Linked DNA regions of Sus scrofa: all the other regions are linked to region 1. A link is a contact called in public HiChIP or PLAC-seq data. All regions are on one chromosome and are shown on one strand. Each heading gives the region's core, a stretch centred on a gene start, on an enhancer-like site or on the middle of the called end of the contact. The rest is flanking DNA. Distances are from core to core; before and after follow the strand shown. Region 1 holds the start of CIRBP (cold inducible RNA binding protein). Region 2 holds the start of WDR18 (WD repeat-containing protein 18). Region 3 holds the start of POLR2E (DNA-directed RNA polymerases I, II, and III subunit RPABC1). Region 4 holds the start of RPS15 (ribosomal protein S15).

The links. HiChIP or PLAC-seq counts read pairs in DNA pulled down with a chosen protein or histone mark.
Region 2: a contact with region 1 is called in an H3K27ac HiChIP or PLAC-seq map of alveolar macrophages. The contact joins the promoter of WDR18 here to the promoter of CIRBP in region 1. A contact is called at or near these places in 1 of 5 promoter capture datasets (liver) and 2 of 2 datasets of contacts at active chromatin or transcription factors (alveolar macrophages and skeletal muscle).
Region 3: a contact with region 1 is called in an H3K27ac HiChIP or PLAC-seq map of alveolar macrophages. The contact joins the promoter of POLR2E here to the promoter of CIRBP in region 1. A contact is called at or near these places in 2 of 47 Hi-C or Micro-C datasets (embryonic fibroblasts and liver) and 1 of 2 datasets of contacts at active chromatin or transcription factors (alveolar macrophages).
Region 4: an H3K27ac HiChIP or PLAC-seq map of alveolar macrophages shows a contact between it and region 1. The contact joins the promoter of RPS15 here to the promoter of CIRBP in region 1. A contact is called at or near these places in 1 of 5 promoter capture datasets (fetal skeletal muscle), 1 of 47 Hi-C or Micro-C datasets (epiblast stem cells) and 1 of 2 datasets of contacts at active chromatin or transcription factors (alveolar macrophages).

Annotation. Positions count from the first base shown.
Region 1 is chr2:77,189,868-77,196,843 of Sscrofa11.1, reverse strand. It overlaps CIRBP (cold inducible RNA binding protein), which reads left to right and starts at 2,547. Exons shown (of 5, transcript NM_001246197.1): 1 at 2,547-2,600; 2 at 3,638-3,779; 3 at 3,868-3,974; 4 at 4,068-4,206; 5 at 4,280-5,602. The coding sequence starts at 3,677. The coding sequence ends at 4,365.
Region 2 is chr2:77,422,021-77,428,904 of Sscrofa11.1, reverse strand. WDR18 (WD repeat-containing protein 18) reads left to right here and starts at 5,093. Exons shown (of 10, transcript XM_013994806.2): 1 at 5,093-5,746; 2 at 6,716-6,826. The coding sequence starts at 5,537. It overlaps ARID3A (AT-rich interactive domain-containing protein 3A), which reads left to right. Exons shown (of 9, transcript XM_013994805.2): 9 at 1-287.
Region 3 is chr2:77,325,205-77,332,485 of Sscrofa11.1, reverse strand. POLR2E (DNA-directed RNA polymerases I, II, and III subunit RPABC1) reads right to left here and starts at 1,731. Exons shown (of 7, transcript XM_003353962.4): 1 at 1,544-1,731; 2 at 32-206. The coding sequence starts at 1,600.
Region 4 is chr2:77,041,029-77,048,029 of Sscrofa11.1, reverse strand. It overlaps RPS15 (ribosomal protein S15), which reads left to right and starts at 3,281. Exons shown (of 3, transcript NM_214334.1): 1 at 3,281-3,367; 2 at 4,221-4,455; 3 at 4,549-4,701. The coding sequence starts at 3,281. The coding sequence ends at 4,662.

The sequences.
Region 1 (6,976 bases), core at 1,298-3,797:
CCCAGCGCTCCGGCGGCGCGGGGGCGGGCTTGGGGGCGTGACGGGAATCTTCTCCCTTGCCGGTGCCTGCGGCCTCTGGCTGGAGCCGGGCAGGGTCGGGGGGAACAGGGGCGGGAGGGAGGGAGGCGGAACCGGGAGCCTCCACCCAGGGTGACAGCGAGGCCTCAGCGCCCCCTTGTGTCCGCGGGGAGAGCGTGGAGCGGCGGCCAAGGCGGAGAAGGTTGTCTCACCCTCCTGAAAGTAAACTTATGGCCCCTCACACCCCCACAAACACGGTCTCGGTTACACATCGAGTCATAGGGACACGCAGACGCCGGTAACCACAGAAAACACAGATACAGTAACACACCTGAGACACAAGCACACAGTTACCACATAATGCCCAGAGTAGGCGCATCTGGGGATAGGTGCACCTGGGGACAGGTATCCACAGGTGTAGGTCCACATCATGATGGGAACTCAGGATAATCATGGATACACATGGAGCCCGGTACCCAGTAACAGACTCGTAGTAAGTAAACGTTGTGTGGTGAAATGAATGAATGAATGAATGAACCAAGCACCTTACAAAACCAGGAGAATGCTGACTTGTGGGCAAGAGCGCGGGGAGGGCAGTGAGTGGTGGAGTAATGGGGGCTCCCATGACTGCAGGGACCCCCCTGGGCTGGGGTCAGGAGCTGCCAACCTGACTTTGCTGGAGGAGTAGATCAGAAATGGAGGGGAAGTTACTCCTGGGCTGGGCATACCCGGCCCCAGGCCCTCCCATGGCTGCCGGCAGCAGGAGGGGGAGCTAACTGTTGATTCTGCTCCCTTTAATAACCATCCTGCGTGTGTGGCTGACGCAGCAGCAGGCTGCTGCTGACGGAGAGTTGTATGGGGGGAGCTGTGGCATGGGGGAGGAGGTGCAGAGACAAGGCTGCCATGAGTCATGAGCTGCTGCCTGGGGAAGGGGATCCTGAGCCAAGGAGGTGTCCCAACGATCCTGTTACAGGAGTCAGCGTCCATGCTCAGGTCCCTACTGCATCAGCTAGATCCAGAGCCAGACTCTGTCACTATGGTGTGACAGAGTCTGGCTCCTGGAGTGGGACTGGAACTTTTCTGGGGCAGGCAGCAAAGCAAAGCATGGGTCTCTGCTCTAAAATCCCCCTGTTTTTATGCAGAGGGTCTGCCCTTTTAAGACTTTCTAGGGATATAGCTTGGGCCTCTGGTCTGGGCAGGCAGGGGTCTACACTAGCATTTTGTTGTTGTTAATTTTATGCCTGCACCAGCAGCAGATGGAATTTCCTCAGCCAGGGATTGAATACCTGCCACAGCTGCAACAGTGCCAGATCCTTAACCCACTGCACCAGGCAGGAGATGAAACCCTCGCCTCAGCAGGCAACTCGCTACCCTTAAGCAGCTGTGCAAGCTTTTTCCACCCCATGGAGGGTTCTGCGACACAGAAGGTAGTGTAACCAAGGCCTGGGCAGGGTGAAAGTGGTGGCCGTGAGAGGGGCTCCCATAAAGAGGGCATGGGGATCCAGAGGAGCAGCCCTGGGGGTAAAGATCCCTGCAAACCTGGTTCTCCTGTTGCAGAGGCCTCCGGATTCGGACTTTCATACAGGAAAAAGATTCAGGGGGAGGAGCCAAGGGAGTGCAGAATAGTGTTGGGGGGGGTGCTGGAGCACGTGATTAAGGGGAGGCGGGGGCTGAGCTGAATGTTGAGGTCCAGTGGGACTCAGGGCTGCGCCCAATTGTGGGTTTGAGAGGCCAGGACAAGGTCAGCCAGCCATCTAGTGCTGGGATGCACAAAAGGGTCTGGCCAGCTGACTGGGGGTGTGGGCGTTGCACTAGACGGAGTGAAGTCAGGATGCAAGTTGGGATTTGTAGGCAAACTGGGTTGGGTGAAATTGGGGTACCCCAAAGTTGTAAAGTAGGAAGAATGGGATCATGACGAATATTTTTGGGAGGGCTTTGGGGCCAGTCACGTTAAGCGGGACATTCAGGAGCATTGGGTTCTGGGCACTCTGGGGTGTCGGTTACACGTTGGCAAATATATAAGAACTGATGTCAGGATTCATCAGTTGGGGTGTCTGAGAGCTGATCCTCAGGTGCGTATGGGGATCTGGCTGAGGTCCTATGTGGGCGATTATTGGAGCACTGCAAAGGACGGGGTTGCAGCGGCCAGGGAGCTTTCCCAGGAGGAAGCAGCAGCCTGAACCCCTTTTGTTCCCCGCCGCAGGCCAGGGACTGGCACGCGGAAGTGGGTCAGCTCCGCCCAGCAGCGCGCTGGCCCCGCCCCCCGTCATGGTCTGGAGACTGCAGACCATGCGCATCCCCGCCAGGCACTTTGACCCCCGCCAGCACGCGGGAGGGGGCGGGGTCGGCACAGGCCCAGCCCCCCAACTCATAAATGTGAGGCACAGCCACGCCCTCAGGGGCCCTGGATTGGCCGACTCGGGGAGGGGGGGATGGGGGCGGGCTTAGGGGGGGCGGGTCCCAGCGGCAGCGTACAAAAGGCCGTACCCGGAAACTGCCCCCCCTCATTCGCGCGTTAGAAGGCTCAGGCCGTTGTGCTGTGCTGTCTTCCCGCCTGCGCCAGGGACCTGCCCAACTCAGTGGTGAGGGCCCTGGCGGTACCGGCTCCGCGGGCCCGGGGCGGCGGGCGGCCAAGGCGGGCCGGCCAAGGCGGGGCGGTGGCAGCACGCCCCTGGGCGGGGGGCGGTACCGGGGCGGGTCCGGGGTGGAGTCCGCTCCGCCGGCGGAGAGGGGTTGCGGAGACCGGGCCGTGCCGCGGCCGGAGGACGTCCTCCGCGGGCTAGAGCGCCGCGAGCGGGTCACCGCCGTAAAATGGCGGCCGCGAGAGCGAGGCTGCGCCCAGCGAAATGGCGGGAGCCCCGGGTACCCGGATGGAGTGGCGCAAGCCGCAGGCGGGGCGCATGCGCGGGGGCGGGGCCGGGGCTACTCCCCTCTTTCCTGTTGGAGTTGTGTGAGGGCGGCACATCATGGGTGCCGCCCACTCTCCGATCCCCAGGTTTGGGCCCAAACTTGCAAGGGGTTGCAAGGCTGCGGGTCGTCTTCAGGCCTGGTTTTGGAGTCATTCAGCGCAGGCCCCTTTCCTGTAAAGGGTCGCTTTAAGTCAGCACCTCCCCACATCCCGCTCCTTTTTAACATCATAGCACCCTACAGTAGACCAAGCACTTTGCCGCCCCTGTATAATAGAGAGGGTTAGAAGTTAGCTCCCTCCCCACCCCCCGACATGTTAGCAAAAGACAGAAGCCAGTGTGCACTCAGCCGGTGGCAGTGGAGATTGATGCCTTCCTTCATTGTCCAGCCCTAAACGTCCTGAGAGGGTGTCAGCGTAGCTGGAGTTTTGGGGTCCCAAATCCAGGCAGCACTGAAGAGTGCTTGCTGCAGAACCGCGGTCTGGCCCTAGCCTTCCGGGAGCCCCCAATTTCGGGAGTGGAGTTGGCCCAAGCACAGAAAAGGGGCAAGGGGGAGTGATAAAGGAATCAAGGGCTTGTTTGAATTAAGCCCTAGGTATGAGCTTGGGATGGTTAAAGGGCACAAAAGCAATTTTCCAATGTTTGTCCCAGGAGCGTGTGTTATTTGTCTAAAGTAAAAAACGGCGAGGGGGTGATTCTCCCGGCCCCTGCAGGACCTCTGAGGATTTCAGTGGTGTTTGCCACAGGTGACCATGGCATCAGACGAGGGCAAACTTTTCGTTGGAGGGCTGAGCTTTGACACCAATGAGCAGTCGCTGGAGCAGGTCTTCTCAAAATATGGGCAGATCTCAGAAGGTGAGGCTGGTTCCAGATTGGCTGGCAGCTGAGCAAGGCCGCTCACAGGGAGAGCTGGGTACTGACCTCAGACCTCTCCCTTGCACAGTGGTAGTAGTGAAGGACAGGGAGACCCAGCGATCGAGGGGCTTTGGGTTTGTCACCTTTGAGAACATTGATGACGCCAAGGACGCTATGATGGCCATGAACGGGAAGGTGAGAGGCGGCTGTCCTGGGGTCTAGAAGGTCCGGGCTGCAACCTGAGTGCAGGAGGTGCGGGGGCTAACCATATCGACTTCTGGTCTCCAGTCTGTGGATGGGCGGCAGATCCGGGTTGACCAGGCCGGGAAGTCATCTGATAACCGATCCCGTGGGTACCGAGGTGGCTCCTCGGGGGGCCGGGGCTTCTTCCGTGGGGGCCGAGGCCGGGGCCGTGGGTTCTCCAGAGGTGAGTGCCACTTGCAGGGAAGAGGTGGGGGCACTGCTTCAAGAGCTGACACTCACTTCTTGTCTCTGTATAGGAGGAGGGGATCGAGGCTATGGTGGTAGCCGGTTCGAGTCCAGGAGTGGGGGCTATGGCGGCTCCAGGGACTACTACAGCAGGTGAGGGTGGTGGGCCCATCTAGGGGCCAAGGGTGTCTGCCTGGATGCTGGCATGTGGGCTGCTCTAAGTAGCCTAAGGTACCGTCCAGCGCCCACCCATGTCCTTCCTACAGCCGGAGTCAGGGTGGCAGCTATGGTGACCGGAGCTCAGGCGGGTCCTACAGAGACAGCTACGACAGTTACGGTAAGTGGCGCTCTGAGGGCCTGCAGTGGGAGCACAGTGAGCCTTAGTGCCCTTTGTGGGCAGCGCTCAGACCTGCTCACTGCTTGCCCACAAGGTCCAAGACTGCCCTCCTGGGTCTTGGTGCCAGCAGCCATTTCTACCACAAACATAATCGTGAAACTAGATTGACCAAGAAGGAAAGGGAGAGCGAGGGCCCACGGAGCAGGCAGCATAAGTGCATGTGGGCCTGCCGTCGCCCGCCACCCTCGGCCGTGGGGGGGTTGGTTGCCCCCGAGGCCGCAGGGCTGAGCCCCCAGGTCTGGGCCCGGGCGTGGAATGCTGCGTCCTGTCGCGTGCTTCAGTGCCTTTACACTGTGCCTGCTTCTTCTTCTCAGCTACACACAACGAGTAAAAATCCTGCTCAAGATCGTCCTTCCAATGGCTGTATATTTAAAGATTTTGGGAGCTCCGCTGAATCGTTAATGTGTAGTGAATCCACCTCCTTGTACCCACTTTTGTAGTCTTATCAGTTCCTATCTTGTCAAACACAGCCTGACTGCTTCTGACCCCAGATGGCCTCATTATTACACTTTTCTTTTTAAAGAAGTGCCATCTGTTTTTGAGGATTTTGAACATGTTTTGCAAAGCACTTCAGGTTTTACTTTTTATCGTGAGCCATGAGCTTTTTAGAAAAATCATTGAGGGTTGCGAGAGTTTGAGTTTGGGTTGTGTTGCCTTTTTTCTCTTTTTCGTGGGGTCGGCCCCAAGTAGTTAGGGGCCCCGAGTCACTTGTCTTTTGAGTCTGAACGGACTCTGAATCCGCTCTTTGTCGGAAGCTGAGCACACTGTGGCTTTTTTTCAGCTCCGTGTAATGTTCCTGAGCGTAGCATGGTATGGTAGGACCGGGTGGCGGCAGAGGTGCCCGGCTGCCTGGCCCCACCGCCCCTCTGTACTGTATCATCCACGGTAGACTTGCAGACGTCCCAAGAGTTTCTTGAAAATGTTTATTTATATTGTCTTTTTTTTTACTGGAAGACGTGTGCATATGTCATCGATGTTGTATTTGAAGTGGCTAAGGAATTCTTGTATGCAGTTTTCTTTGGCTTCACGAAGCCGATTAAAAGCCCGTCTGAATGAACCTGCTCTGACCATCTCCCTTTGATCACACCACACTTTCCCTGCTGCGGACTCGCAGCAGGCAGACCTGAGCAGAGAGGGCAGCTTGAGGATTAGGTCCACCAGTCCTTCCTGAGGCTGCCGAGAGCTAGAGGAGAAAGGCAGAGGCAATGACGCTGGCCAGGCCCCTGTGACAGCGGACTGCCACTGGTCCCAGTTAGGTGAGCAGGTGGGTGATGGGAGTGGGCTCTTGGACCACAGGGCAGCACCGGGAGGCCTCTGGCAGTGGCAGCCAGAGGGCTCGACAGGGCGGGCAGCCAAGCAGGGACGGTGGACACACGGGCACCTGACATTGACCCCGAGCACTTTAGTTTAGAAGCAGGCCAGAGAGCAGACGTAAGCAGTGTCCTTGGGTGACTCCAGATCGACCAGTTTGTTAGCTAGCTCTGCTGTTGCTTTACAAGTTCTGAGCGTTCTCTGCTAGCCTATGGAAGCTGCAGCCCCTCGGAGGACAGAAGTGTTGTGCGCCCAACAGAAACCTCTGAGACGCAAGCTGCTCCCTGGGCTAGCTCATATGTGGAGATAGTCCTGTAATTCGAGGTAACTCCTTTTGCTCGTCCACATCCCTCTTCTTGTCCAGAGCTCTTTTGAAAGTAAAGTCATGTAACCGGGGAATGTTCCTTTGACTGGTTTTTGCTCTTCCATTTTTTTTTTTCTTTTTTTCTTTTTTTTTTTTTTTTTAAATCAAGCTAGACCTAAAGGCAGAGCCCAGCCGTTTGCCCTTTCCTGCCTGCGACCAGGCATTCGGCCAGGCAGCTGTGCCTCACCAGTAGGTTCGATCCGTAAGCAGGATTGGAGACCACCGAACGGCCCTGCCTTTTGGATTTTTTTTGTTCATCAGTTGTCTTCTCAAGACCTCTTTAAGTCACTCTGCTAACTAGCTCTCTGATGTCTATTGCTGCCATGAGTTTTTTCTCAGAGCCCACGCCAATTTCTAAGCAGCTCCTTCCCAAGTGGGTAATCGGGCTTGAGAGTGGAAGGTGGCCTGGCCCATCTGAAAGGCACAGGCCTGCCCTGGGCATGCCGGCCTGTGGCAGGGCTTCTAGGGTTGGCCCCGATGACTAGCTTGAGACCCTTCCAGGAGCTGTGGATGGTTTCAGGGGAGGTGGGGAGGGCAGCTGTGAGCTCAGCGTGGGCATCAAGGTTAACACTCCTTTGCTTTGACAGGTTGAGTGGAAGCCAGTGCAACTCAGAAGGGTGGCCTGAGAGCTGTAGGGACCTGGGGTAACGTCCCAGGAAGGAATCACCTTGAAGCCTGAGGCAGAGGCACAGCTGC
Region 2 (6,884 bases), core at 3,844-6,343, 230 kb before region 1:
GCCGCCCTGGCCGCGGCCGGGCAGCCTGTGATGATTTATTTCAGTTTTTGCAGAACATTCAGGTATTAAAAGGGAGGGAAAAAAAAAAAAAAAAAAGACCAAAAAAAAAGGTAAAAAGAAAAAATAAGGTGTGATTTTGAAATTTAAAAGAACACTGAAAGTTTACATTTTATAACATTATTATGCAGATTGTATTTAAACTTCAGAAATATTTAAGACAATTGTAACCCTGTAAAGCTGATGAAATATTAAAACGAGACAAAACACTTCTGACTTTTAACAGAAAACGTCTCCTGTGGTGGTTTTTTTGGGTGTCGCCCCACCTCCACCAGGGACTCTGAGGCCAGGGGGCTGCTTGACACCCCACAGTGCCCAGGATGGCCCCCCACAGAGGACACCCACCTCCACACCAGCTCTCTCCCGCCTCCTCAGTGTCACCCTCCTCCTAGTGAGCAGGCATGGTCATTAGCACCTCTGTGGATGCCTGATGCACAGTCCTCTCCCAGGGATTTGGGGAAGATAAGGGGTGTGGCAGAGCCATTGTCCCCAGCCTGTTCCCCAGCCCCCTAGGCTAGGCCTCCTGCCCCTGCCACCAAGGGTTCTTTGTGATGGCTCCTAAGGGTGTCTGATCTAAGCCCCTGCCCCTCCTCATCACTGGTCTCATCTTGGTTCTCTAAGGATCCACCCCCCCCCACCTTCTTCTGGGCCTTTGCTGGAATGGTCATCCCCCCTTCCTCCCTTCTTTGCCTGGAAAACTCCTTTTCACATGCTCTTTGAAACACTGAGCACTGAGTGTGGGTCTCTGAAGCCTCAGTTCCCCAACTCCATTGTGGGACCACACCCACCTCTTGGCCGCCCTTTACTGGACTCAGTGGGACACTGGCCTTTGAGTGGAAAGGCAAGGAGCCCCCCTCATGCCCACTGGGTACAGCCCAGGTGGGCTTTGCCTCACAGGGGCCCACCCTGCCCGCCCCAGCCTTCCCACAGTGGTTCGGTTCACATGTCCACATTTCACTTGTGGCCCCAAAAACAGACCAAGGCAGGGGGGCGGGGGGGTCAGCCCCCTGGGCTCAGCACCTACAGGAGGGAGACCTGCATTCTCAGCCTCCACTCTGCAGGATGTTGGCTGGAGCGTTCCTGGGCATCCGATCAACAGTCACTTCATCCCCACCCTATGCCCAGGGGACTCGACAGCTCAAGGTCAGCGTGGCGGGCTGGTAGGCAGACCCAGCCTCCTGCCACCTTCTCTGGCCATGGCTGGCCCAGGCCGGTCCCTCCTGGCTGGGTCAGCCCCCAAGTCTGTGTTGAATGAGGAAAAGTAAGTCACCCCTCCCACTGCACACGCCTCCCTGCAGCCCATCACGTGGTCCCTGCCTCCAGCCTGGGACCAGGAGAGGTTGGAGGACAGGTTAACCCACCTGCCTCTTCGAGCCTCCTTCCCCCTACCCCCCTGCCCTAGAGGTAAAGGAAAAGTGTTTTTTTTTTTTTTTTTAAAGGCCCTTTTGGCAAACTGGATTGGCCAGTCCAGCATCTTCATTCCTTTGCTGAAGTGGCCCAGAGAAGGGGCAATAGGCCCTGAGGTCACACAGCCCCCAGGGGGATGCAGGGAGGAGTCGGGCCTCACCACCTCCTCCCCAGCCTCCCAGAGCCCCGCCGAGCCTCCCGCCTCCTGGGCCTCCCGCTCCTGCTCGGTGTTTGTTAGGAGGCACAGGGAGCCTCCCAGGAGGTGAAACTCAAAACCACGTCTGATGGGCAGAGCCTAGGGAGCCAGCCTGGAGCAGAAGGTGTGGATGAAAAGATCCCCGAGAAAGAAGAGGGTTTTCTGCTTGAGTCATCTGCCTTCTCTTCTACCATTACTGCACTTAATGGGGGGGCCCCCCAGGAAGACCGGGCTGCTGGGTTTCTTTGTGGCCCCACCACTGCCTCCCACCCCAGTGCCTGCAAACTGGGAGTGCTCTATACATGTGAAGGGAATGAAGACTGCAGGGCTGGGACCCAGAGGGGTTGTGCAGATCTCTGTGCCTCAGTTTCCCCATCCTGCTCCTGCTGCCACCCTCACACCCTCCAGGCCTAGGATTTGGTGGTTCTGGGACCAGGCGTCATGCTGGCACCAAGGAGGTCTGATGACTGGGTGGTCCAAGAGGCCCCCATAGTGTGGCTTTTGTCCTGCCCTTCTGACACAACTGGTCAGTCCTCATTCCGGAACTAGGCTGGGGGTGGGGTGACCTCTGACCTCATGTAGCAGCCTGAGTGAGCTGGGTCCCCTGGGAAGGGAGGAGGGGAGAGGGAGGAGGGGAAAGAGAGGCCTGGGAGGGGACTGGAACTGCAATCTGGCTGCCCTGCCCTTCAGTGGAGTCCTGGCCTGCCCCTGCCTGAGTGTCCACGTCAGCGCCCCTCTCCGCTCTCTTGGCCACAGTTCTGTTTACACAACTGGTTCTTCTGCGGCCCACACCTTCAGGGCCCACCCTGGTGTCCTGGAACCTGGGTGCTTGGGAACTTCCAGGCCCTACTTCCCCAGATGTGGCCGCAGAACCAGGGCTGAATCCCATAGCTGTGGGGAAACTGAGGCCCGGAGCTGAGCAGTGACCGGTCCCTGTGCTCAGAAGGACAGGGGTCGGACTTCCCATCATGGCTCCGTGGTTAAGGAACCCGACTAGTATCCACAAGAACTCAGGTTCAATCCCTGGCCTCGCTCAGTGAGTTAAAGATCTGGTGTGGCCATGAGCTATGGTGTAGGTCACAGATGCTCCTCAGAGCTGGCATGGCTGTGACTGGTGCAGGCCGGCAGCTACAGCTCTGATTCAACCCCTAGCCTGGGAAACTCCATGTGCCTCAGTGCAGCCATCAAAAGACAAAAAAAAAAAAAAAGATGGGGGTCAAGCCCTGAGTTGGTGGTTAGAAGGCCACCTGGGTCCACTGCAGGCAACAACGCAGTGTGCCCATTCTCAAATGGGGTTCCAGAGAGTTCCTGGGGTACAGGATTCAAAGAAATATGGTTTTGGAGTTCCCGTCGTGGCGCAGTGGTTAACGAATCCGACTAGGAACCATGAGGTTGCGGGTTCGGTCCCTGCCCTTGCTCAGTGGGTTAATGATCTGGCATTGCCGTGGGCTGTGGTGTAGGTTGCAGACGTGGCTCGGATCCAGTGTTGCTGTGGCTCTGGCGTAGGCCGGTGGCTGTAGCTCTGATTAGACCCCTGGCCTGGGAACCTCCATATGCCGCGGGAGCAGCTCAAGAAAAGGCAAAAAGACAAAACAAACAAAAAACAAAGAAATACGGTTTAGGGAAAACAGTATCTGAAAAATGTAAACTAGCATTCAAGGTATTTCATTTTTCTTATTCACACTTTAAAAACAAAAAACAATGTTTGAGGAAGTGGGGAGGGAGCATCAGCGGTTCTGGGGGTGGAAAACATGAACTGTTTTCCCCAATCCATCTTTGGGATTAGGTGGTCCTTGCCTCGGTTTTCCCTTTTGACATCTGCTGAAGGTTTGGACACTCAGCTCTTCCCAATTTACAAAAGTCTTTCAGTTTCACATGCCTCCCCCCACCCCGTGGGATAAAACAAAATCCTGATGCCCCTGTCCAGTTCCCTGCTCCATGGTGTGCCTCAGGGCCTTTGCATACACCTCTGACCCTCTTTCTCTTCAGGTTATTACTTCCTGCTTGAAGGACACCTGCTCTGGGAAGCCCCTCCTCCAGACCTCCAGACCAGGTAAGTCCCCCGTGATGTCCCTCCCTTCTTGCTGTGCCCCCTGGGTTCGGAATGGCGGCTGGAGCCTGCCATCTGGCGGCCGGAACTGGAGTTGCGGGCCCCCAGGCTCTGGGCGCCGTTTCTCCTCCAGGAAGCTCTTCCCTCTCTCCACCATCCTCTCCCTGTTAGGGCGGCGGGGTTGGGGGGCGAGGACCCCTGTCCCCTCTGGACGCTGTTGAACGCACCCCACACCCAGTCTCCCCAATGTTGTGGGTTCGCCGCCCAGGACAGCCTTGACTTTATTTTTCGTCTTTTGTCTTTTCAGGGCCGCACCCGCATATGGAAGTTCCCAGGCTAGGGGACAAATCGGAGCTGTAGCCGCCGGCCTATGCCACAGCCACAGCCACAGCCACAGCCACATCAGATCCGAGCCGCGTCTGCGACCACCGCAATGCCGGATCCTTAACCCACTGAGCGAGGCCAGGGATCGAACCTGCAAACTCATGCTTCCTAGTCGGTTTCCTTTCCGCGGATTCGTTTGGGGCTGCACCACGACAGGAACTCCTCCCTTTTTTAAATGTTAAGATATAGATCAACAGTCATTTGCTACAAAGAAACTTACTCATTTTAAAACAAAACAGAAATTAAAACTGAGGTAGCTCCAGCGTCTGAGTAATGACGCAATCAGGCATTAGTTTAAATCAGCTATTGCTGCTGCAATCAGTTTTCTCAACTTATCAAATATTATTACGCCTGTTTTATTGATTTCTGATATATTCCAATTAAAAACATTTTTCCTCAACCTTATAAGTTGCGCTTCTAATTTTCCTATAATAGCCAGAGAAAGCAAAAAATAAATAAAAAACCTGCAACTTGCGTTGTGGAATGGAATTCAGGAAAAATATGACAGCAAGCATCTCAGGAAATTCCAAGGGAACAATAATTCCACCTTTTAAAATGCACTGGTTTTAGACGTGGCCGGCGGCTGGCAGCTATAACACGAGGTAAGTGCTCCTCAGACAGAGCTCCCAATTTGCTCGACCTGCACCAAATTGCTTAAATAAAAATGCAGGAGTTCCCATGCGGAAACGAATTCGACTGGGAACCATGAGGTTGCGGGTTCCATCCCTGGCCTCGCTCTGTGGGTTAAGGATCCGGCGTTGCCATGATCCGGCCTTGCCATGAGCTGTGGTGTAGATCGCAGACACGGCTCGGATCTGGCGTTGCTGTGGCTGTGGTGTAGCCGGCGGCTACAGCTCCGATTAGAACCCTAGCCTGGGACCCTCCATATGCCGGAGGTGCGGCCCTCAACAGCCAAAAGCCAAAAAAAAAAAAAAAAAAAAAATGCAGATTTTGTGGCCCACGAAAAAGAAGGGTGGGTCCAGGGGTAGGCGGAAGGTGGATTGATGAATATGCATCTAATTAGCATGCATCGAGGACTAACTCTCTGGGTTATGTAAGGTGCGTCGTGTGTTTTATGTGCAACGTCTCATTTGAGGCTGTGTGTACTCAGTACTTACATAATAATCGTAAAAAAATTCGAGAAGTTGAGTACTTGACCAACCCAGAAATGGCCAAGCCAGACCTCTAGGCTCTGCAGCTCCTAACTGCTCTTAAGAAATCTTCCAAAATCTCTAACCAGGCGGTGCACCTCTTAATTCTCCGCGGAGCGGAGTTCACAAGTTCACAGGCTAGTTCACAAGGTAGCCCCCTCCCTGACGCATGTGCGCAGGCGCGGGGCGGCCAGCCGGAGCCGGGCAACGTGGGCACCGCTCTAGCCCGCACGGCGTGGTCGCCAGCATCTCGCTAGTGATGACGCCCGTCCGGGGCGGTGAAGAGGGAAGATGGCGGCGCCCATGGAGGTGGCCGTGTGTACGGACTCAGCGGCCCAGCTGTGGAGCTGCGTCGTGTGGGAGCTGCACTCGGGCGCCAACCTGCTCACGTACCGCGGCGGCCAGGCCGGGCCTCGCGGACTGGCTCTGCTCAATGGCGAGTATCTGCTGGCGGCGCAGCTGGGCAAGAACTACATCAGCGCCTGGGAGCTGCAGAGAAAGGTGCGGTTGCGGGCGCTCCGGCGCAGGAGCCTGGGGTCGAGGGAAGGAGCGGTGGGGTCCGCTCGGACCACGAGCCGGGTTGGGGGTAGGGAGTCTCAGTTAGGGAGCTCTGCGCACGCGCAGGTGTGGGGGCTCTTTTTGGATGTGGGAGGTGCGCGCCCAGGGTGGGTTGGCGCGGTTAGCGCGCTGCGCACGCGCGGAGCTGAGGTCTGTGTCTCCCGGGCTTGGGGGGGCGGGCCTCTGGACCACCAGCTTCGCGCAGGCGGGCAAAGAGGGCTGGGGGTGGGTCCCTTAGGTGCCCTATGCCGGAGCTGGCGCGTTGGGCGGGAATTTTAATTGAAGGGAGTTTGCAGGGGGTCCCGTGGGTATCTTGGGCTTTCAAGGTGAAGGTCCGAGGCCTGGGGAAGCCAGCTGAAAGATAGCCCGGGAGATTCATGTGTTTATTTACCCCCCAACACCATAAAAGACGCTACCTTTTGCCACCAGGGCCCATGGTTTCTCACAAAAACAACCATATGCAGCCCCTGAAGCTGCTTGCCACCTCTTTTTGCCAGCCGACATCCCTTAGGGGCAAGCTCTATGTTCTGACTCTGCTTGGTGTGGTCCATGCACAAACAGAAGTTCTGTTTTAGAGATTTGGAAACTGAGGCTCAAGGCGGGATTGGGGCAAAAGCCCTCCTGGACCCTCTGTGCTTTGCCTATCCCCACACTCACAGGGCCCTCCTGCCCCAAGCCCACACAGGCACTGTCCTGCTTCTGAGTGAACCACAGGCCTCTACCTCTGCCCTGCAAAGCCTCACCTGGAGCAGATTCCCCCTTGCTGAACTGTGAACTAGCTCAAGCTACCTCTTTCCCTGCTCCTCCTTCTAGTCCTCCTGGACTTAGCAGCTGCCCTGGGCACCTGCCCCACTTGCCTCACCCCTGGCTACCTCATTCCATATGGCACTCAGAGGCCTCTTCTGCCTCTAGGACCAGCTTCAGCAGAAGATCATGTGCCCTGGGCCTGTGACCTGTCTCACCACATCGCCCAATGGCCTGTACGTGCTGGCAGGGATCGCAGAGAGCATATACCTGTGGGAGGTAAGCAGAAGAGTACAGAACTAGGGTAGGGGGAAGGTCAGCCTGCAGGTGGACCATG
Region 3 (7,281 bases), core at 482-2,981, 140 kb before region 1:
GTGGCTGCTGCTGCCCTGAGCAGGCCCTCACCTGGGAAGAAGACGAACATCTGGTCGGTGGGGTCGTCATTATGGGCCACCAGCACCGTGAGGTCTGTGCGACGCGGCCGCCCTTCACTGGGCTTGTCCCCAAACTGGGCCTTGAACTCCTCCAGCGTCTGGTCCAGCTCGTCCTGGGTCACCAGGTAGCCACGGTCGTGGCAAAGCTGCAGAGAAAAAGAATCAGGTGACCAAGGTGCAGAGAGAACAGCAAAGGCTCAGGGTGCTCAAGGCCACTGCAGGGAAGATGGGAGCAGGGCTGGGATGTGAGGAGGGCTGTTGATTCCAAGGCCAGGCCCTTGGGTCTGGGGCAGAAAAGGACAGCTGTCTGGGAGAGGTGCTGCTGGGCTGCCTGGGGCAGAAGGCTATTGGAAAACCAGGCCAAGGCCTGGGGGCCAGCAGATCTAGGTCCTGACTCAGAAACTGGGATTCTTTGAGTGGACAGACCGGATGACCACCCAGACAAAGAGAAAGCCACCCACTCTGCCGGAATCCCCTTTCTTCAGCCAAGTACCCCACAGCTGGACTCTCCCTCTTTTTTTTTTTTTCCTCCCTTTTTGCCATTTCTTGGGCCGCTCCCACGGCATATGGAGGTTCCCAGGCTAGGAGTCTAAACCGAGCTGTAGCCACCAGCCTACACCAGAGCCACAGCAACGCAGGATTCCAGCCAAGTCTGTGACCTACACCACAGCTCACTGCAACGCCGGATCCTTAACCCACTGAGCAAGGCCAGGGATCGAACCCGCAACCTCATGGTTCCTAGTTGGATTTGTTAACCACTGAGCCACAACAGGAACTCCCGGACTCTCCCTCTTGAGCGCTCACTCTTCTCACCCAGGGCCCGCGACACGGTCAGCCTGAAGCAACGCTGTTCCTACCCTGTCTTTGGGTAGCACTGCAAGGAGGTGGAGAATATGGGTGCCACTGCCCCAGCTTAGTCCAGGCAGGATCCCCGCCGTGGCGAGGGTGGGTGGTCTTAGTCAAGGCCCGAAGCCTCCGTGGGATCACAATCGCCCCCTCCCGTGGAGTAGCCTAAAGCACGTGGCACACAGAGAACGCTTAGCTAGGGAGCTGGCATGACTTGGAGCCTATCAGCCCGAGTAGCTCAAAGTTGGTGGCCAGGGCGCGCTGTCAGGGCAACCAGACAGCATTGAGACCAGCTAACCAGGGATCCTTCCATATCCACAATCCTGGAATACTGTATCAGGCCCTCAAAACAGTGCCATAACTTTCCGGAAAGAGGAACACGCGAGGCCAATTCCCTCCCTCCAGCTCCAGCGAAACCCTGACCCTCTCCCCGGCGTCTCTCGGACTCGCCACTCAGCAGTGGTCGGCGGGGCCCCTCTGTCCCCGGCCCAATACGGGCCCCACCTGGGCCAGAACCTTCCCCTGAGCCGCGCGGCCAGACATAGAAAAGCTCGTTCCCATCTTCGGGCCTCGCGCTGGCCGTCCGCGCGCCGGACAGCGTTCGCTTAGTACTAAGGGCAGCCCCCGCGCGTCTCACCTGCATGATGGTCTTACGGATCTTCCAGAGCCGGTATGTCTCCTCCTCGTCGTCCATGGCTGCCGCCCCCCTCGAACTTACAGCGCCTGCGCTCGGCAAGACCCGTGCCCACTGCGCCTGCGCCGCGCCGCTGTCAGGCCCCCTCCACCTCGCCCAACCCTTACAGGGCTGTAGTCAGCTAAAGCCTGAATGCAGCGACCTTTGGGAGGGGCAGAGCCAAGGGCAGCCCGAGCCTTACTAAAGCGGCGGTTGGCTGCGCGAAAAGAGGGCAAACACCACTCACCCGCTCCTCGGTAGATCTCGCGTGGTTTTGAATGCAAGGCCTCTCTGGAGGCGTAGTTTCTGCTCAACGCCCGCCTAGGGAGGACGTTTAGAATCCAGCGAGGCAGATTCTTAGCAACATGGATGGACGTAGAAACTATCATGCTAAGTGAAGTCAGCCATACAATGAGACACCAACATCAAATGCTTTCACTGACATGTGGAATCTGAAAAAAGGACAGACTGAACTTCTTTGCAGAACAGATGCTGACTCACAGACATTGAAAAACTTATGGTCTCCAGAGGAGACAGTTTAGGGGGTGGGGGGATGTAATTGGGCTGTGGGATGGAAATCCTGTGAAATCAGATTGTTATGATCATTATACAACTACAGATGTGATAAATTCATTTGAGTAATAAAAAAAAATTAAGGGGAAAAAAAAAATCCAGCGAGGCAGGAGTTCCAGCTGTGGGGCAGCGAACTAAGGATCCGTCGTTGTCCCTGCAGTGACTGGGGTCGCTCGCTGCGGAGGCGCGGGTTCGATCCCAGGCCCAGTGGGTTAAGGATCCAGCGTTGCCACAGCTGTAGCACAGATCACTCTTGCGGCTTGGATTCAGTCCCTGGCCTGGGAACTTTCATATGCTGAGGGGGTGCAGCAAAAAAAAAAAAAAAAATTCAGGTAGGCAGAAGCAAGGGGAGACTGAGGCCTTGACAGGGTCTTGGGTACGCTCGGTTCCCAGGATGTTCGTACTTACTAAGAGATGGTTCGTAGGTGTTTGTGTGATCAACTGCAGGGAGTTTTCTCAGTTGACTCAGGGCCATGTCCAACTTAATGCCCTAGATCCTCAGTTATCCACTTTGTACAGTGGAAATAATAAAGTGTCCCCGTCTTAGAGGATTAGCTGAGGACCTAAAGGGATTGTTAGCTTGGGAGGAGCTTGGCATAGCTCCCACTGCTTATGAAATGCACTCATCTCTGTTTTCCTAGTCCCCTGAGGCCCACCCCAGCCCCTGGATACCCCACAGCCCCCAAGATTGTGCATGTTTTTACAACCTCCACATCTGCCCACACACACACATACACCACCCCGGTTCATACAGGAGGTTTGCCCAGCCCAGTGCCCCTGTGTCAGTGGAGGCCATCAGTAACTTCTCACTCGGTAATACATTTATTCAATGATTCAATATTTATTTATTTATTTGTCTTTTGTCTTTTTTTTAGGGCTGCACCTGCAGCATATGGAGATTCCCAGGCTAGGGGTCTAATCAGAGCTGTAGCCACTGCCTACGCCAGAGCTACAGCAACACCAGAATCTGAGCCGTGTCTGCGACCCCCACCACAACTCCCGGCAATGCTGGATCCTCAACCCACTGAACAAGGCCAAGGATCAAACCCTCAACCTCATGGTTCCTAGTCGGATTTGTTTCTGCTGCACCACAATGGGAACTCCTAATGATTCAATATTTTATGAGCACCCACAGGGATGTGGAACAAAACAGGCAAGCATCTTTACATACCAGGGAGACACAGGACATAAAGTGAACATAGGAGTTCTCGTGTGGCCCAGTAGGTTAATGACCTGGTGTTGTCACTGAAGTAGCTTGGGTTATTGCTTTGGCATGGATTTGATCCCTAGCCCAGGAACTTCCATGTGCCATGGGCGGGCCAAAAAAAAAAAAAAAAAAAAAAAAAAAAAAAAAAAAAAAAAAAGTGAACACAAGTAAATGAAAAAAGGGGACAAGAGAGTGGGCTGAAGGAGAAGGTAGGTTTGAAGTCTCAAATGTGGTCAAGGAAGTTTCATGTAAAAGCCCAAAGCAGGAGAGGGAGGGAGCTGTGGGCATGTCTGGAGGAAGGTGTGTCAAGCAGAGGGTACAGTGTGTGCAAGGGCCCTGAGGCTGGACTTTGGCTGGTGTGTTGGCAGCAAGGATGCCTATGCCGGGGGACAGGGAGAAGAGGAAGTCAGAGGGTGACATGGGGCAGATCCTGGGAGGCCGTGTTTGTTGGGTTGAAAAGTTTGGGTTTGCAGCCATTTTCAGCATCTCAGCAGAGCAGATACAAGGAGACCAGGGAGGGGCAGGGGAGGGCAGGTCCAGGCAGCACTCACAGATCTGCAGATGGATGGGATGTGGAGATGAGAGACACAGAGGGGAACAGAGGAGGGAAAAAGGGACTGCGGTGGGGAGGCGTAGGTGTAAGCTTGGGGCTCCCATGGGCCCTAAGGAGAGAAACGGGTAGTTCAGTGGGACATGAGCCTGGAATTCAGTGTGAGCTTGGAGTGGAGACAAATGTGGGGGTTGTGGGCACATGGTGGATACTGGAGCTGGCAGCTGGATGACGTCACTTAGCAGGTCTGAGGCCGGGCCTGAGCTTTGCCTTCTGGGAGGAGGGGAGGAAACATAGAAGGAAGAGAGGTGCAGCAACCTGGGCTCCAGTCCTCGCTCTGGGACTTAGGTGCATTACTTAACTTCTCTGTGCCTTGATGCCCCCCCTTGCAGAACAGAGGCAAGAACAGCACCCACAGTTTAGGGTACCTGGCTGATGACTGCAGCGGTGACACTCCATAAATGCTCCGAAAATAGAATAGAGGTGAGAGGGAGCCAGGTGCCTGGGAGCCAGGTGAAGCAGCTGCCTGGAGGAGGAAGCAGGGAACCGCCATCAAAGCAGGCCTGAGCACTGGGCAAGGGTTGGGCCAAAGGGACATTGTTTATGACCATGAGGAGGACAGATCCAAGGAGGAGGCCTGGCTGGGGGTGTTTAGAGGAGGAAAGGAAGTGGAGGTGGGGATGGGGGGGCAGGCTGAAGGTGGAGAGGAGATTCAGGAGTGGGTTTTATTGATTTATTTTTGGATTTTGTGTGTGGGTGTCTTTGTTTATGGCTGCTCCCATGGCATATAGAGGTTCCCAGGCTAGGGGTCATATCAGAGTTCTAGCTACTGGCCTACGCCACAGCCACAGCAATGCCAGATCCGAGCTGTTTCTGCGACCTACACCACAGCTCATGGCAACGCCAGATCCTTAACCACTGAGCGAGGCCAGGGATCAAACCCACTTCCTCATGGATACTAGTTGAGTTCGTTAACCACTGAGCCACGACAGGAACTCCAGGAGTGTGTTTTAAGGTGGGAAAAGAGGCATCTGACTCAGTTGCTGGAGTGAAGGATAAATCTAGGCAGGGGAGGGCCCAGGAGTGGCTGGCAGGCAAGGGGATGTTAGGTAGTCTTGCTGTTCCTTGGGGCAGGAGAGAGGGGGTGAAAGGTCAGGAGGAGCAGGTGGGCTTGCAGGGCCTAACCACAAAGTCCATGACTCAGGTCCCACCTGTGACTCTGTGACCTCAGCAATAGGGCATGGAATGGCAACCGTCTCCATGGAAGCTGCCACCAGGCAGTGCCAACCAGCAGAGCCCAAGGTTCAGAAATCACAGTCCTGGATGGGGGTGTGAAATGGGGCAGCAGCTGGTAGCAGCTCTTCAAACAGTTAAACAGTTACCCTGTGACCCAGCAACTCCACTCCTAGGCACATACCCAGGAGAAATGAAAAAAACAGGCTGACGATAAAACTCATACAGCATTACAAAGCCAAAAGGTGGGAGTTCCTGTTGTGGTTCAGCACGTTAAGAACTGACATAGTTTTCATGAGGATGTGGGTCCTGGCCTTGCTCAGTGCATCAAAGATCCAGTGTTGCTGTCGCTGTGGTGTAGGCCAGCAGCTGCAACTGCAATTTGATGCAGCCCGGGAACTTCCACGTGCCACAGGTGTGATCCTTTTTTTTTCTTTTCTTTTTTCCTTTCCTTTTTTTTTTTTTTTTTTTTTTTTTTTTGGCTTTGTAGGGCTGCACCCAGGTGGCATATGTAAGTTCCCAGGCTAGGGGGCTAATTGGAGCTACAGATGCTGGCCTACACCACAGCCACAGCAATGCCAGATCTGAGCCGCGTCTGTGACCTACACCACAGCTTGTGGCAACCTTAATCTGCTAAGCGAGGCCAGGGATCAAACCTCATGTTTCCTAGTCAGATTCCTTTCCACTGCGCCATGAAGGGAACTCCCATAGGTGCGATCCTGAAAAAAAAAAAAAAAAAAAAAAAAGCCAAAAGATGGAAACAACCCAAATACCCATCAATGGATAAATGGACAAACACAATGTGGCCCATTCACATAATGGGGGATCACTCAGCCATGCAAAGGAGTGAAGCACTGGTACTACAAGATGGGTGAATCCTGAAAACACAGTGTGGTCATGGAGAGAAGCCAGCCCCTAAAGGCCATGGAGAATTATGATTTGGTTTATGTGAAACATCCATAACAGGCAAATCCAGAGACAGAAAATGGATTTGTGGTTGTCAGGGGTTGGGAGATGGGGAGATAAGGACTGGTAATGGGCATAGTGGGGACAGAGGGTTTGTTTTAAGGTCGCACCGGTAGCATATGGAAGTTCCCAGGCTGGGGGTAAAACTGGAGCTGCAGCTGCCGGTCTATGCCACAGCCACAGCAACAGCAGATCCGAGCCGCATCTATGACCTTAACCCAATGAGCGAGGCCAGGAATGGAACCTGCAACCTCATGGATACTACTCTGGTTCTGTTCTTAACCTGCTGAGCTACAACAGGAACTCCCAGAGGGTTTCTTTTGGGGGTGATAAGAACGTTCTGGATTTAGAAGTGGTGATGGTCCCACAACATTGTGAATATACTAAAAATCGCTTACTTGTACACTTCGGTTAGAATGGTGATTTTTTTTTTTTTTTTCAAGAAGCCAGGCCATAGAATAGGTGCTGTCCGGTCCTTCTTGGAGCTGGTGGGTGCTCCAACAAGGCCTCTGGCTGGTGGGCAACTCAGCCTCCCTACTGGGGGACGCAGACACTTTGGTCACCACAGGGGAGACTGAGACTCCGCTGCCTCCTCAGTAAAGTGGGTGAAGTTTGGGAAAAGCTGTGAAATCCTGGGCACAAATCCCACCTGTGCCAGTGGGCCCATAATGGGGCTGGTCCTGCCCATCTCTGCTCTTATTATAACTGGCATGAAGTCGGGAACAGGTTAAAACCTTGCTCCATCTCTCCTCCTGCAAGTGCTCCTTGGGGGTGTTACCCTGAGCTGTTTTTCTGGAAACCCTGAAGCAGATAACCAGCTGGTGGCCATCTTTATGACAAAGTTAGAGCTTCCAAGGGAAGGGAACAGGGAATAGTTGAGTCTGTACAAGGGCCACTCAGACTTGCCACCGTGGCATGTACAGCCAGTACTGCCATGGCAGGCAGCGGGATGGGAAATGGGGGAGAGGTTCCTGGGAAGTGAGGTGACCCAGCCGAGACAGTGTGGGCTCCCTGCCAAGTGGGGACTTCAGAGCTCTTGCTGGCCTCTCCTGACCAGGCTGTGGGCAGCAAGCTGGTGAAGGCTATTGTGCAAAGCAGGAGTGCAGCAATCTGGCTACTGCTTGGGCAGAGGCGAGGGTGGGGGGGGGGTGTCCTGTCCCATTTGCCAGAAAA
Region 4 (7,001 bases), core at 2,032-4,531, 150 kb after region 1:
GCAGGCAGGAAAGTTGAGCTCAGCTCTTAGAGCCAGCTAAAGTGGACCTTCCCAGCCAACATCCTCCTCTTGTCCACTCCAGTCCTCATCATGTGTCATTGTTGCATAAGAGTTAGCTCCTTACATTAGCAAGATTAATTCCCTGCAGAATTCCAGGTCTTGGCCAAAGGGCACTATGCAATCAGTGAAGGGATTTAGAGCCTGCTGAGAGCTCCCAGGACCAATTTTGCCCCAGTGAACTTGGGCAAGCCTGTGCCATGCCACACCCTGAAGGGCACTTCCTGCAGCCCCAAACAAAATGCTTGTGCTTCCCTAGGTCAGGGAAAGACACCCCCTCATTTGCTGGAGTTTAGTTGGCTCTCCTTACCCCTGCCAGGATTGTGGAAATGTCTGAGGAAAGCTCAGATTTCTTGTTCCCTCCAGGCCAGCCCCACTCCCCACAAGGCCATTCGGCTGAGCCAAATCCCACCCAATGAACTGGGCAGGATGGGCAGGAGGGGACTGGAGGCTTGGTTGCCACCTGCCTGACAGAGTATTGAGGCACAGTGGAGTCATGTTGGGGGCAGGGGAGGGCATTGTCCTTTCCCTTGTTTTTTTTGTTTGTTTGGTTTTTGTCTTTTTGTCTCTTTGCTGTTTCTTTGGGCCCCTCCCGCGGCATATGGAGGTTCCCAGGCTAGGGGTCTAATTGGAGCTGTAGCCACTGGAGCCACTGGCCTACTCCAGAGCCACAGCAACGCGGGATCCAAGCTGCGTCTACAACCTACACCACAGCTCACGGCAACGCCGGATCATTAACCCACTGAGCAAGGGCAGGGACTGAACCCACAACCTCATGGTTCCTAGTCGGATTCTTTCACTACTGTGCCACAACGGGAACTCCTCCTTTCCCTTGTTTTAGCAGCTCATTCCTCCCTCAGGGCCTTTGCACATTCACTCCTTCCAGATGGAACCCACCAAGCAGAGCTGGTTGCATCCTCAATCCACTGTCAACCATACATGCTTGGATTTACCTCTGCCAAACATTTCACTCTGTTCTGTATGTCACATCTTTCTGTTCTTGTCTCTAGTAATGCTTTCTCTTGCATTGAGTATTTTCTATTGCAGCATTTTAATTGTTTTAAGGATTTTTTTTCATTGTTTAGAGTTTCTTAGGAGTTACCTAAGAAGTTTACCGCATACATCTGTTTGGTGGTTGTTTATTGTGCACGATATGAGATTTGCCATTTTTAACCATTTGTTGTTTGTTTGTTTAGGGCCGCTCCTGAGGCATATGGAGGTTCCCAGGCTAGGGGTCTAATCAGAGCTACAGCTGCCAGCCTACGAGCCACAGCAAATCTACTTTCTGTCTCTCTGGATCTGACTCCTCCAGGAACCTCTTGGTAGTAGAATCAGACAGTATCTGTCCTGTGTCTGGCTTCACTCACTGATGTTCTCAAGGTCCATCAACATTATGTGTCAAAATTTCCTTCCTTTTTTTTTTTTTTTGTCTTTTCTAGGGCCACACCTATGACACATTGAGGTTCCCAGGCTAGGGGTCTAATCGGAGCTGTAGCCACCGGCCTACACCAGAGCCACAGCAACGTGGGATCCCAGCCGCGTCTTCGACCTACACCATAGCTCACAGCAATGCTGGATCCTTAACCCACTGAGCAAGGCCAGGAATCAAACCCACAACCTCATGGTTCCTAGTTGGATTCGCCAACCACTGAGTCATGACGGGAACTCCCAAAATTTCCTTCCTGTTTAAGGCTGAGTTATATTCCAATGCAGAGGTGGACCACATTGTGTTTATCCATCAACCATGGATGGACACTAGGGTTGTTTCCAATCTTTTGGCTACTGTGAATCACGCTCCTGTGAACATAGGTGTGCAAATGTGTTCTAATCCCTGCTTTCAGTTGTTTGTAGCATTGCCTGGCCACATTCCACCACAAACACCTTAATGTACCAGATTCACTTTCTGATGGAGTACACCTATATAGTTCTAATCCGTTGTCCCATTCTTGCTATTATCCTTAAACATATTACATCTCTGTGTCACAACCCTAGCACTGCAATGTTACAGTTGCTACTTTTAAAATTTTGTCTGTTAAAGGCTGGCTGGTCCCTATCAGGAATGCCTTTTCTGACCATCTGTGTGAAGCCCGTGTCCACCGCCTCCAGACTTTCCTCTTGTCTCAGATATCTGTATAACCTTGTTCCTTATGTGGCAGCTTCGCCCACTGGGATGTGAGCTTCCTAGGGAAGGGACAGCCCTGAACCCCCCAGCCAGCGCCTACTGCAAACATTATTTGTTTTTTTTTTTTTTAGGGCCTCGCCGCACTCGCAGCATATGGAGGTTCTCAGACTAGGGGTCGAACTGGAGCAGTAGCTGCTCGCCTATACCACAGCCACAGTAACGCTGGATCCGAACCGCTTCAGAGATCTACACCATAGCTTGCGACGTCAGATCCTTTAACCTACTACGCGAGGCCAGAGATCGAATCATCATCCTCATGGTTATTAGTCGGGTTCTTAACTCGCTGAGCTACAACAGGAACTCCGCCCACTCTTCCTAGGTGGGGTTCGCTATGGAAATTACAGAGCACGAATATGAGTCTCCGAAAGGGACCGCGATGTAACCCATGTTTCCCAGTTGAGGAAAGAATCCCCAAACACTAGGCTACCGGCCCCATGCTGGGGATCTGAGCACCCAAGAAAGGCGGGGGCTTCTTTATTCCTCTCAGCCAGCACTCTGGCCTCCGGACAACAGAGGACGCCCGTCCTCGGCGGGAAAGCGGAAGTGCGTTCGCGCGCACGGCCGGGGGCGGGGCACGTGAAAGGCCGCGCGATAACTACGCAGGCGTAGCGGGAGTGTTCCTTTCCGAAGAGCCGACGGGATGGTGAGTGTTTGTGCTTGGTGTGTTTGTGCCGGATCCATCCGGTGCCATCCGAACTCTGGCCGCCTCGCGGGGGTCAGGATCGGGCTGCGCGGCTGCGGTAGCCTCCAACAGGCCTCCGGAACCGCCAGATATGGGGGCGCGGGGCAGGCCTGGTGGGGGTTGGGACGACCCGGGGCGGGGAAGGCCTGTGTCGGCCCGCATGTCTTAGGCGAGCCCCTGTAGCCCCGGGCCGTGCTTGCCGCCCTGCCTGGAACCGGCCCGAGAAGATCTGTTCCTGTCGGCTTTCGTACTCCAGAGCTTCGCGCGATTCTCGGCGGGAATTGCGGGCCCCGTGACCCCGCTGCATGGGTGGGAGGTGGGTGTCGGGGTCTTGCTTAGCCCCTTCCCGGGCTCGCGCAGGCGGAAGTAGAGCAGAAGAAGAAGCGGACCTTCCGCAAGTTCACCTACCGCGGCGTGGACCTCGACCAGCTGCTGGACATGTCTTAGTAAGTGGTGGCAGGAGGGGACCCGAGAACTGGGGTTGCAACTTAATCTGCAGCCGAGGTTGTAGACCCTGTGTAAACGAGTGGGCGGGGCTGCGTGCTGATAAAAGTTTATTTGGGGGCGTGGAGTGTGGAATCTAGTAAGAGTTCTGCTTGTTCTCTTTGGATATCGGCATCCGCTTGGACATGTAAAGGCTGTCTTAGGAGTTGCCCTTGTGGCTCGGCGGGTTAAGGACCTGACATTGTCTCTGCGAGGTTGCGGGCTTAATCCCTGGCCTTGCTCAGTGGCTTAAAGAGCCGGTGTGGCTGCAGTGTAAGGCCTGCAGCTAAGTTCCTTAACTCGGGAACTTCCATATGCCACAGGTGTAGCAGTTTAAAAAAAAAAAAAGGTTATTGTCTTTTGTTAGCGAACTTTACAGGCTGGAAGCTTAGCCAGGGTGGTTGCGTTATTCAGGCCCCCAGATGGGAAGGGAGGCTTAATGGTAGCCAGGGACAGTTTTTTCTCCTGGAGATACACCCGTGGGCCTGACTGGGAGGGGCCCACTTCTTGGAGGGCACAGCACAGGGCCCTGTTACTTGCAGTGCTCCTGGGTTCTTGAGGCCTTAAGCACAGCAATTTGCTTGCAAAGTTCCAGTCGTTTGGCCTCCTCATCTGATCCACCCCCCTTCCTGCCTCGGATTTCCTTGTTTGACATAGCAAAGTAGAGGTCCTTGAGCTGGAGGGCTTCATCCAGAGCCTTTGGCCTGGGTACTTGGTTCGTGAGCGGGTCAGGTGCATCGCTTTGGGGGCACTGCAGGAAACAGACCTATTAGTGGGTGGACCACGGGGACTGAGCCTCCAGTGCTCTGCCCCCAGCGAGCAGCTGATGCAGCTGTACAGCGCACGGCAGCGGCGGCGGCTGAACCGAGGTCTGAGGAGGAAGCAGCACTCGCTGCTCAAGCGCCTGCGCAAGGCCAAGAAGGAGGCGCCACCCATGGAGAAGCCAGAGGTAGTGAAGACGCACCTGCGAGACATGATCATCCTGCCCGAGATGGTGGGCAGCATGGTAGGTGTCTACAATGGCAAGACCTTCAACCAGGTGGAGATCAAGGTACGTGTGGCCTGTGCTGCCCTGGGGCAGGCCTGGGTGGGTGGGGGCTGGCCACCCACACCTGCCTGACCACCCTGCTCCCTTCTCTCACAGCCTGAGATGATTGGACACTACCTAGGCGAATTCTCCATCACGTACAAGCCTGTGAAGCATGGCCGGCCTGGTATCGGGGCCACGCACTCCTCCCGCTTCATCCCCCTCAAGTAGTAGCCTGCTGGCCAATAAAGGCAGCCTTCTCTAGTCCTGAGTCTGACTGGTCCTTTTCCATGTGTTGTGTCCAGTCAGTCCCTCAGGGAAGAGGGGTGGGCAGTGGACCAGGGCTAGGCAGTGTGTGCCCCTGGGATTTCTGCTGTAGATGCAATGCCAGCCTAATTCTGGCAGGCTGAAGCTAGGGAAGGAGTGAGTGGGGCGCTACATGTGACTCTGGCCCTGTAGCAAGTTCAGAGATGTCCAGGGGCCTGTGCTCTTCTCTGGCCTGTAGTTGCTTGGCAGCTCGTGGGTGCTCTTTGGCCCATTCAGAGGCAGCTGCTGCCTAAGCCGCCATCCCCCTCTGCAGTCTCTCTTCCCAGGTTCCCACAGTGGATCAACAGGAACAGTGACCTTCCCACCCCCCGACCACACACCTTCTCAGCATTCCTCAGTGCTTTGGACACTCACCATGTTCCTCCCCTGTTCTCTGTGCTCCTGATCAGCTTTCCCAAACCATGGGGCCCCAGCCTTGGATTGAGCCTTCCTGGGGTATCCTGTGTGTGGAGTTGGCCCCCATGGGGTTTGATTCAGAGAGGTCTTTACCCTGTTCCTAAGGTGGCCCTGATGGTTTCTTTCATGATGGGCAAGACCTGCAGACCAAGGAGGAAAGGATGTTCATGCTTCCGCCCAGGAATGGGGGCAGTGGCTGTCTAGGCAGCATGAGATCCTGTAGCTCACTGAGCTGGTGGAAGTCAGCATCAGCCATCAGTCAAGGTGGTAGAGCAGAGGGGTGGCCAGAGTCCAGAGAGAAACAGGCAGAAGGCAGAGGAGAAAGGAGACTTGTCCTCTCCCATAGTGGCTGTTGCTTAGGGTTCCTTTTTTCTGGAATTTATCTCAGTTTTAACATGATTTACACATACTGAGTTACCTCTTTTTAGGGCTGCCTCTGCAGCATACGGAAGTTCCCAGGCTAGGGATTGAATCAGAGCTCCAGCCTACAGCACAGGCACACCAGATCCAAGTCACATTTGTGAATTACACCACAGCCCATGGCAACACAAGATCCTCAACCCACTGAGCAAGGCCAGGGGTTGAACCCTCATCCTCATGGATCCTAGTCAGATTCATAATCTGCTGAGCCATAACAGCAACTCCCATACTGATTTATCTTGATTTGGAGTTAAGCTGTTGAGAAGGGAGCATGTGTCACTGTTAACATCTGTTGAGTGTTGGTAACTGTTGGAGGACAGGTTGCAGGATCCAGTTCAGCACAAGAACCCAGGTGCTGTGGTCTAGTCTGTGATTCTCTGAAAGCTCTTTACAACCCCAAAGAGCAGCCCAGAAGGAACGGGCAGAAATCAAAATGCTGCTAGATCTCCCTCTTCTAAAAGTCCCCGTGCAAAGAGCCAGGGCCTTGCAGAAAGCCTGGGTTCCAGTGGGCCTGGGAAAAAACAGTGCACTTAGCAGTGGAGAAGGATGAACTGGGGGGGTGGGGGGTCAGCGTTCAGCTCACCAGACAGCACAGGTGACCTCACAGGTGAGGTTAGAACAATAAAGGGACAATAAAACTTGGAGGCAAATCCCTGAAACTGACTGGGCTTCAGTTTGTGTCAGTTGAGATCATTAGCTCTGTGTTTAAAGGCCTTTGTCAGCTGCCACCTGGAAAGGTCTCTGGGCAACATGGCCAGATGGTCTTCACTCAGAACATAAACTGATTGCAGGGCCCAGGATTCCCAACTTGGGAAGGAAGGAGTAGGTGAGGGTTCACTGTAGGCTCCATTGTCTCTTGGAATTTACATAATTAAAAAAATACAATTGCCGAAATATTTTTCAGGTCACATTGGCAGAGGGGAGAGGGATGGCCCGAGCAAATCCACCCCTTGTAGGAAGGTGGCTGTATGAATGCACAGAGCTGGAAGTGGCTACCCGCCTTCCCTACCAGGAGCCAAATGCAAGTGCCAGGGATGTGAGTTCCTCTATCTTCCAGGGTGGGGAGGCCCTGGTGGGAATGGGAATAGGTGCCCAGGTGAGTCTCACTTGGGGGTCTGCAGACATTGCTCTCTGTAAAGTTTTATTGGCTCACAGCCATGCCACACCAGGGGGATCCTGCAGAGCCACATCTGTGGCATACGAAGTTTCCTGGCTGGGGTTCTAGTCCTAGGCCACAGCAACACTGGGTCCTTAATTCACTGAGCAAGGCCAGGGATCAAACATCCTCATGTATACTAGTTGGGTTCTGTTTTTTTTGGGGGGGGGGGATCTTTTTGTGCTTTTAGGGCTGCACTTGCAGCATACAGAGGTTCCCAGGCTAGGAGTCTAATCAGCTGTTGCTGCCAGCCTATGCCAGGACCATAGCA